2 separate regions of the Drosophila melanogaster genome follow, and region 1 is linked to region 2. The links are chromatin contacts, called in public Hi-C maps. All regions are on one chromosome and are shown on one strand. The core of a region is the stretch at or near the end of the contact, and the rest is flanking DNA. Distances in the headings are between cores, read along the strand shown. Region 1 overlaps PsGEF (Protostome-specific GEF). Region 2 holds the start of SmydA-8 (SET and MYND domain containing, arthropod-specific, member 8).

The links. Hi-C and Micro-C count contacts between places; a contact is called where the count stands out from the background.
Region 1: a contact with region 2 is called in a Hi-C map of the Kc167 cell line, with 2.4 times the contacts expected there. The contact joins the enhancer-like site here to the promoter of SmydA-8 in region 2. A contact is called at or near these places in 11 of 107 Hi-C or Micro-C datasets (the Kc167 cell line, cellular blastoderm embryo, embryo and 5 more).

What each region holds. Positions count from the first base shown.
Region 1 is chrX:2,380,587-2,385,726 of dm6, forward strand. PsGEF (Protostome-specific GEF) reads right to left here. Exons shown (of 16, transcript NM_130645.6): 2 at 4,267-5,140; 3 at 3,653-3,929; 4 at 173-1,358. The coding sequence starts at 5,140. Among named protein-coding and RNA genes, the nearest start is that of PsGEF, 4.5 kb to the right of the region's middle. Within about 2 kb of position 2,730, at least 35 of the 39 cell types and tissues checked have an H3K27ac peak or open chromatin away from gene starts, as enhancers often do. A contact at or near this core is called in the Kc167 cell line, cellular blastoderm embryo, embryo and 5 more, where this site is marked.
Region 2 is chrX:2,210,349-2,215,269 of dm6, forward strand. It overlaps SmydA-8 (SET and MYND domain containing, arthropod-specific, member 8), which reads right to left and starts at 3,461. Exons shown (of 2, transcript NM_001014718.2): 1 at 2,519-3,461. The coding sequence starts at 3,427. It overlaps Vinc (Vinculin), which reads right to left. Exons shown (of 6, transcript NM_001297884.1): 5 at 4,907-4,921; 6 at 3,999-4,774. The coding sequence ends at 4,667.

The DNA.
Region 1 (5,140 bases), core at 1,480-3,979, 170 kb after region 2:
TAGAGGCCTAGGCTAGGCAAAAAAAAAGGATAAATAATTAGGTAGTCGTAATGATAACCAGCATGGCGCGATAACTTAATCTCTTAAACTTAACAAATTAGTATGTACACAAAGACACGAAATGAATCAAAGCAAAAAATAATAATCCTTAGACGAAGACACCTTTGCCTACCTCCTTGCTGAAGGTGACCTGTGGCAGGTGAAGCCTCCTTTTGGCCGCCTCGATGGAGGAGGTGGTTCCCGAGCATGCGGTAGCCGGCCGGCTCATGCTATTTGCCAATGGCTGGATCCTCGTACTGGTGGTCCTTTGCAGACTCATTACGGTGGTCGTTCCTGTTGCGGTGGTGGCCAGGGTGTGCTCCTCGCTGCCCAAGCCCACTGCCGCGCCCAATCTGGTGCTTATGTGTACATTGTTCTGGCCCAAGTCCGTCGACGTGATTGTTGTGGCGCCCGCGCCTGACCTTCTGAATATCTCCAACGTCAAGGACGAGCCCTGCGATCGTATCAAATTCAGAACATCAGCCTCGGGCATCGTGACGACGTTATGCTTGTCCACAAAGATCACATAGTCGCCGGGCAAAATGCCACACCGATCGGCCGAGAGTCCCGCCTCGATTTTCTCCACCCGTGGCGGATGCGTCCAGACAATAGAGAATCCAAAGCCCCGTTCCTCGGTTCGCGTAAGTCTTTTCGTCATGGTGAATGGGGTACGTCCCTGCTGCTGGCGGACAGCGCCTCCTACGCTAGATCCTCCGCTATTTGGCATGGTGGACTGTCTGCGTCCACCGGATGTCCCATTGTTCAAGTGGTTGGCATTGCTTTCGTTGGCCTTCGACGCCGAGGACTGGGAGCCCGTCGCTTGTGCCTGGGTGGTGGTACTGTTTGCATTGCCATCCGCTGGCGGATCCAGCTCCAGGAATCTTAAAAAGAGATTCTCGTCGGCATCTCGCTGGTGGAGTGCCTTCTTGCTGAGCTTCATGGGCTGCTGGGGCTGCTGGGGTAGCAGAGGATCCTCTTTGCCCATGCTATCGATGCTAATGCTGATCACCTCGTCGTTCAGTGCCATCGCTGCGGAATTCGATCCCGAACCGGATCCAGTGGCAACCGGTTTTTGGGGCGTGACTGTGACGGCTGCTGCCATTTCTGCGGGGGAATCGTCCTGCTGTTTATCCTGATCCTTCGCCGCTTCCGTTTCCTGCTTTTGATCCTGGCCTGCGTTGGCTTTTGGTTGGCTATGGCGGCTAGTAGGCGGAGGACATGCCTGTGCATGCAGCTTGTAGGATCCTGCCGAGACGCCCGAATCCGGATGCACTAACTCATTCAGTGGAAAAGTGCTGCAGCCCAGGAACTCGCTGCGTCTGAAAGGGAATGCAGAAAAAACAGTCAGTGGGAAAGTTCTAAGTCAAACAAAATATCACATATATATATATATGAGTTGAAGAATTTTTTGACCCTTCGCTATTTGCCAAAGTCTCCTGAATTATGGAATCAATGGGCTTGTGGACGGACTCGGACGGAACTGAGAAAACTAATATGGCCATTAGATATGAACGAACGCTTGTCCGCCAAAATCCTTGGCCCCTCGCAATTGCTTTTGGATAATGCCAATGCCCATGGCAGTACCCATTTTGGTCAGTTTGCGTCACGTTACAACGTCTGACGGACATTGTCTATTTATAAGTGAGTGAAGGTGGCTCGCCCACAGCTGATCCAATCCAATCCGTGGAAGGCCGCAGAAAGCCCGTACCGAGACACCAAGTTCTCCTGGTCGTACGTGACATAAATCAATTAGCGGCCCTAAGCTGCCGCCACATTCCACATTTCCACATGCCACAAAGTACGTACGTACGTACATGTGGCCCGGAAATGCGCTTGGCCTGGCCAATTGGCTGGGTGTTTGGCTGGTTCGGTGTATGGTGGTTCGGTGGGTGGTCCAGTGGGTGGTATAGTGGGTGGACCAGTGGGTGGTATGACAGTGGCTTAAGGCTCTGTCTGCTGCTTCTTCCACTGGCCACTTTAGCTGAAGTTGGCGCGCGTATTTGGGTCACTTTTATTGATTTTCCTTGCGGAGTCCGTGTTCTTGTACTCGTACTATATATGTATAGTTGTTTCTTTTTTGGGGCGATTGCAATCGCAGCTGTCAGTTCGGGAGGTGCATTAAAAATGTTGGGGCCTTCGTATTGGTGCCTCCGCAACTGTGTGCCGAAAAGCTGGCCATAAATTATTCAACCACCAGTCGTTTTGTAAATTGACTTAAAACGTTCCTTTTTGGCCTAGACTGTTTTCACAACCCAGGTGAACGTAAATTATGCATGGCCAACAAATAAAAGCAGCTGCGTGTGAGGCAGGAAAATGGAATAGGTGATATGGTGTCCCGGGTGTACATTTAGTTAGTTGGCCACTTCAATTAGCTGCTGACAGCAAAAAATAAAGGAAAATAGAGAAGATAGGGGTGTGTATGTGCGTGAGCTGGTGATTATTGCATAATCGTCCTAACCACCAACATCGATTTGGCATTAAACCCAGCATTTGACCAATTTTATTGTTCAATTTCAAGTACCACACTCCTGAATGTCCTTGAATTTTAATTAACTTTCGAGCACGCTGCGAAAGGCCCTCCTCTCACATAGATACGATACATCGAGTCACGCACACACTAACACACACTAGGCCTTCATCCACTTCCTGTTTGCAATTTGTTTAGCAGCATGCCCGAAATTATGCTACACTTTCCATGCTTCGCGCACACACACACACAGTTACATAAGTTTTCGTTGCACTCTTTCTTGGGCAACGTAATTGAACACTGCGGCACTGCCATTGAAGGCACTTCAAAAAAAAAGGTAAACAAAATGCGATATTTAAGCCATCGTTGTGGCCCGCAAGGATATACATTTTTTTGGGCTTACTTTGCCTCGTTTCCTGCGTTTTCGAGCTTCGCCAGCCGTTCTGCCGTTCGCCGTTCTGTGCCGCTTTTCACGCGAGCTTGCCACTCGGACTGAGTAACGGGAACTGAGCTGGGAAAACTCGGGAAAACATGTAGCAGCGCAGGTCAGCCCGGGAAAGTCGCTGGAAGTCGCATGCCCGGAGCCACTGCGCTTGCGCTAGCAAGCTGGAACTTCCGGGGGAAAGCGCCGAGCGCTTGTTTATGTGCAGGAAATGCACCAGGAAAGGCGGGAGGCGAAAGGCGCTGGAGGTGCCACGAGGCCAGGAAGAGCGCCACAATTAACCAGACTTGGTCTTTTGCCTGTCTGCGAAGCACGCCCTCCATCGCCATTCCTCAATCTCTTCCAGAACTTCCCCCGATAAACGTTTAGGGGTGAATGACTTACAACAGGACGACGATGGCACGCGCAAGAAGGCGCATTACATGGGGCCATATTTAATGGCAATATCGCAATTGGCAATTGATACTTTGACTGAATACGTTTGGCATTCTCTATTAAGATATGATTATAGTAATTGGAACTACCGGAAGAAAGGACTTTGCATAAGCAATTCATATTTAACAACCAATTGTGCAAGCCCACCACCCCCTTTGCATTTACACAACGCCTACGTAACGTACATCATATAATATTTAAAATTTGCTTTTCAATTTCAGGAAATACTTTATGTGCTTTTCTTGGCTGTCGACCGTACTCGTACTCACTTTAAATGGCGATCCCGATGCCACACGGCCAACTGAAGATACTGTCCAGCGGTCTCCTCGCCACTGGAAATCTGGAAGTTGAATCGCTGATCGAAGTACGGGCGGCCCGAGTGCCGATGGACGGCGGTGCGTTGGTACCCGGAACTCATGCTTCCCCCCGACGAGTGGCCACCGTATCCGGGTGGCTGGGCTCCTCCGGACAGGGCCACCTTGACGTAGGCGTTGATGCTGCCGTTTCCACTGCCATGGGAGCGCTGCAAGTCGCGACAGCGAATCACTGAAATGCAGAAGGACGAGGTAGACAGGTGTAATTAACAGGTGAGTTCGGCCATGATTCTCGTGGGCTGGCGGGTCAGTTTGGGTGATTGGGACCTCAAGACTCAGGCAGACGGCTCCCCCGATAATCCTATTTACCGAAATTGAGTGCCGTGTGTCTGGCTTATATAGAAAGTTTCTAAATTGAATTGAAGTGCAGTTATTGTACAATAGAAAGGTAAGTGGCAAATGATAGACATTGATAGCAGAAATTATTGGAATTTTATGGGAAGTTTTGAGTTGGATTCTTTACGAATTTTAAATCAATGAATGCTTGGGCTGGGGTCTTTGGAACTCACCATGTACATTAAGTTGCTGCTCCTTGGCATCGAATGCGATGCTCACATCGATGCTGCCCCGCTGACTGGCCTCCATGTCCGCACCACCATTACTGCTGCTGCTGCTGCTGATGCTGCTGGTGGTGGTGGTGCAGTGGGAGGGAGGTGTGGTGGTGGGGGAGGCCAGCGAACTCCTCTTGGCCACCTGCTGCTCATCCTCGTCCAAATCACTCGAGGCGGAACTGGATGAGAAGCTCAGGCAGCGTTTGGTGCTGGGAACCAACTGCAGTGGCTCCAACTTCTTGGCTTGGTGACTTTGCGTTTGGTTAATGGTGGTAGTCTTGTGTGGGTTCTTGCGCCGCACCACCCGCTGCCGCTTCAAGTGGGTGGGCGTGCGCACCTCCATTTCGTGGACACTGGTCTCGCTCCACTCGGCATTATCCGCCAAAATGGTGGTCGAAGTGGTGGCGCCGGCGCCTGGCAGTGTCTTCGTACACCTCACCTCCTTCCTGGCCGACTCTATGATGGCATCCAGCATGCGGTCCAGTGTGGTATCGCCCATTCGCGATGAGGAGAGCTGAGAATCCTCCAGAGCAACTGCACCACCGGTGGTGCGTGGCAAGCAGCGCAGTGCCGCCAATTGTGGCGTGGCCTGCCGCGGACCACTGCCCTCGCTGAAACTCCTGCGCTGCGGACTCTTTCCGTGCACGTTGCTCAAATCCTGCAGGGCAATCAAACTGGCATTGCCGAAGGGACTGCTCATGAAGTGCACCCCGAAATTCTCCTTGTTCGCGTCTCCGACTCCTGGCACGCCCACTCCACGGCGCCGGCCACGCGACTCCTCCACCACGGCACTGGAACTGGAGTGGCGATGCATCCGTGTCATGGTTGGCAT
Region 2 (4,921 bases), core at 2,211-4,710:
CTTTAAAGCTATCATGATAAATATTATTACATTAGCACAACCACAACTTTTGTAATAGTCGATCAAATGTGGAATGCCATACCTTGTTGAATTCGTAGCTTAATTTCCTATCCAGTGGCATTCCCAGCTAAAAATATTAAAATTTCACCATTTTTCGAAAAAAAACGTGATGTAACCCCTTATAAAAAAGTGAAAATTTCGCAAAAAATTATTTTTACCAAATTATCTAAAAAATGAAATGGGTCGTTAGGTGAGGTTGTCAGCTGCAAAAAACAGTATGTTTCGTATCTGTGCGTCTTCATTTTGCGAAGTTACAACTAAAAAACCAATAAAAAAGTCGTTCATTTTGACAAACAAATGTGTCATGATTTTTAGTAAAAAAAATATCAGAATTTTGACCACAACTTTTGTAATAGTCGATCAAATGTGGAATGCCATACCTTGTTGAATTCGTAGCTTAATTTCCTATCCAGTGGCATTCCCAGCTAAAAATTTTAAAATTTCACCATTTTTCGAAAAAAAAACGTGATGTAACCCCTTATAAAAAAGTGAAAATTTCGCAAAAAATTATTTTTACCAAATTATCTAAAAAATGAAATGGGTCGTTAGGTGAGGTTGTCAGCTGCAAAAAACAGTATGTTTCGTATCTGTGCGTCTTCATTTTGCGAAGTTACAACTAAAAAACCAATAAAAAAGTCGTTCATTTTGACAAACAAATGTGTCATGATTTTTAGTAAAAAAAATATCAGAATTTTGACCACAACTTTTGTAATAGTCGATCAAATGTGGAATGCCATACCTTGTTGAATTCGTAGCCTAATTTCCTATCCAGTGGCATTCCCAGCTAAAAATTTTAAAATTTCACCATTTTTCGAAAAAAAACGTGATGTAACCCCTTATAAAAAAGTGAAAATTTCGCAAAAAATTATTTTTACCAAATTATCTAAAAAATGAAATGGGTCGTTAGGTGAGGTTGTCAGCTGCAAAAAACAGTATGTTTCGTATCTGTGCGTCTTCATTTTGCGAAGTTACAACTAAAAAACCATTAAAAAAGTCGTTCATTTTGACAAACAAATGTGTCATGATTTTTAGTAAAAAAAATATCAGAATTTTGACCACAACTTTTGTAATAGTCGATCAAATGTGGAATGCCATACCTTGTTGAATTCGTAGCTTAATTTCCTATCCAGTGGCATTCCCAGCTAAAAATTTTAAAATTTCACCATTTTTCGAAAAAAAACGTGATGTAACCCCTTATAAAAAAGTGAAAATTTCGCAAAAAATTATTTTTACCAAATTATCTAAAAAATGAAATGGGTCGTTAGGTGAGGTTGTCAGCTGCAAAAAAACAGTATGTTTCGTATCTGTGCGTCTTCATATTGCGAAGTTTTTCAATCATAGTGATTGATAATTCAATCACTGCTTTTGTTACTTAGTGCCATGAGCAGAAGTGAATAGACAACCTTTTTCCCCAAATAGAAAGGGTAGGCGGAACGAAATTCTCGACAAATTTCAAATGATTCTTTATCCGTTTAAGTTTTAAAGAATTTGTGCTAAAATTTTATATTTAAAGGCGTACAGAGTGAGCGAAAACAAAAGGAAAACCTAGTGTTTTAGTGGATTGACGTGCGACTGGGTCAAAGGGGTATTGAAGAGAAGAGAGGCAATAGCTGTTTTGACGTGCTATACGGACTTTGACAGTATCCGAAATTGAATAAATAAGTAATTCAGTGTGGGCTATGTGGTATGTGTGGGTACTTGAACTAGTTGGGGCGCCTCCATTATGTCAGTATTGGCAGACTGCCCGAATCGTATCATACAATAAAATATACCGACTACTACATTGTGGGCAAACAGTTTAGTTGGTTATTGCCCCCAGTGCGATAGCCAGCAAGATGTCATTCAAAAAAGATAGTTATTGTAAAGCTATCGAAATATTTGTGTGTGGGGGGACATGCATTCGTATTTGTTTCGTTTATCAGTAAGTTATCTTGATTGCTCGTCTGCGAGAGCTCTTCTCGACAATAAAAGCAGTACTCACTGAAGGCAGATCCTCTATGTGGACACGTTTTGGGATCATCGCTGCTTTCGGTGTCGGCCAGCTGCCTTGACTTAATCATTCACTTAATCGCATTGACTTATTGCTCATCGGATGTTTCTCTCGCGCTCACACTTGCATTCCCCAGGGGCGTCTAACTAGGGGCTTTCTACCTTATCAGCAAAGCATTTAGATAAGCCAATTTCAAGATGAAAACTGACATCTACATAATATTGTTACTGCAAATAACTTCCTAGAAACCACTGAGTTCCAATATATATTATAGGGCTGGTGAGAATCTTAATCTTATGTCTGTGTCGAAAGTCCCCTTCTCGTATGCCCCTGCGATGACATTTTTCGGCCCTACCGAGTGAGCTATTTCGGTGGCACTTCTCAGCAATAGCGACATTCTCGCCGCAGTGGCCCTCTTGCGATGCAGTGCCTCATCCAAATTGAAAATCAGCTTACAAGTGAACTCACCGTGGGATCTTGGCATCGAACGCACTTGCAGATGAAGTGCTTAGTCATTCCGAGGAATATTTTTCTAGCCAGCGTGGACCATAGTAACTTGGCGTACGACATGGTGATTTCGGCTCCAGCTGGAATCCGTTCAGTAGCGCACACCACAATGGTTTCTCCGTTTTCGAAGTGGTGCGCTGCATTCGGGGTGCACTGGTGGTTCAGGAGTCCAGCCAAAGGGAACAGCGCCCGCACCAACACCTCGTGGCCATCCACATTGCTTCGGCTTTCGAAGGCGTTGGTGTTGAAGGCGCAGATGGTGCGATAGAAGTAGTCCAACATGTCCTGCTCCCGCGGAAAGTGCTCAAAGCAATCGGCAGCCCGTTGGACCTCCTGCATATAGTACCGATCCATATTGGCCTGCATGGCATACAGCAACTTTCGGCTGGCTTCGTCCAGAAAGAAGCATCGCACAACACTAAGAATCCTAAGGGCGCGCGGTTCGATTCTCTGGCTCTCCAGAGGCTTCCACTTGCGAAAGAGCTTGCACTCTAGGTCGTGACGCGTGGAGTCCCGGCACTCCGAGCAAACTGGTAATCCGCATCCGGCTGGGCAGAGGGCTGCCGAGTCCGTGGATCCCGGAATCAGGCGGTAGCAGAGGGTGCAAGTGCGCAGATTCATGGACCTATGAGCTGTTGGACCCACGAGCAACGTGTGCTCACGGAAGAGCTCCTCGCCAGCGGCTATTTCTCTGGTGGCAAAGATGCCCCTACCGGAAATTGGAGAGTCGGCCACCCGCCAAGAGGGCTCCTCCGGTCGCAGGTCACCCAAGTGGATGTTTATCAGTTCGGCTAATTCCTGCGTGGACGCACTGATGGTCATTTGGCTTGAGGATCTCGGTTCCTCTGTAACAGGTGTGCTAGTGGACATATCGGCTGCAGTAAGGGCAACTCTCTCTTGATTCCGTCGATAACCGAAACGCTACTGACCGCTGCCGCATCGGAAACTCTCTGATCGTGCGAGTTTCCTCGCTTTTCTCGGAGTGACAGCTAATTATAGTCTGGTGGCTCTCGGATTTCCCGACTGCTCGCTGGACAGGCACAGCTGGCGGATATGCTGCCGTCGGAAAATAAACACTAGCCTTTTATTGGAATTGTTGTTAACCCACTGAGGGCATTGCTCAAACATTTATATGTACTTTTAAGCAATTAATATAAACTGATTTATTTTTGCGTGTGCTGAATTTCGTAATAGTCTATATTAGCCTTTACTTTTCCTAACGCGTAATATTTGTGGTAGGCAACACTGCGTATGATTAATGTACTTGCAGCGACTACGTATACGTAATATTCTATTACAGGCGCGATTTGTTGTTCCAAGCAGAAGAGAAACAATCATAGCATACTTTCAGGCGCAGGCGTAAACCCTTAACGAAAGGAAGTCAAGTGGGTCACATTAAGTTCAACGTAACAAAACAACCAGTCCACAAAATAAACACTTTGAAGTTCAGTTTTATTTTATTATATATTGAACATGACACACATCGTTTTGGGTTAAAACTTGGGCTTCGCGCATCCGTCGCTGTTTTAGTAAGTTAGATTTCGAACATAAACTGGACTCTGAAACGCAAACAAGGGCTTCGATAAATGCTTCTGTTAGTACACTACAAATACGATGGAGGGGCGATTCTAGATTCCTTGGAGCGCAAGCCCATTGAAAATGGTCTCTTATTATATACGTTGCATTCGCTTAAATCTGACTGCTGTATGTACATATTGCTTTCCTGTTCCTCTCTCTTTTTCGTGGCTATCGCTTTGCTTTATTGCACGCTTAATAATTAATGTGTTTATTAAAATTATCGAAACAAAATCAGCATAGGATCGGGTGGGGGAAGGGAAATGGGCTGTGGAAGGGGGCACGAAGGCGGGGGCGGGGACATGAGCACAAGTTCTTGGAGCACATAATAAATAGTTGCAGGCACTTACATAACTGGCGTTCAGATGGAACCGATTAGGGATTAACATTTAAAATAGAAATCATTAAGATTAGTGTTTAGCTTTGTATGTTACACAAGGCACGCGGCTGGCGGCATTCGGTCAGGTGGGTTGAGGGCGGTGGGCAGATGGTCAGGTGCCTTCCTCCAGCATCCCCGTAGGCACTGACAATCGCCTAGTACTGGTACCACGGCTGTCGGCGCACCCACTGCAAACGATTGCTGGTTTGATCCGACCGGATCTTGATGCTGGCTCCTTCGGCGGCGCGCACCGTCTCCTTCACCTGGAATCGCACATAGAAAGAGAGGATTTAGCAATGAAAAGGAACTGGTAAAGGTAAAGCCCAGAAGCTTCAGGAATGGCGACTCCTTCCTGTGAATTTGGCTAGGCAATTACTAAGCATTTCGAGACTTACGCTCTGCATCAGGTT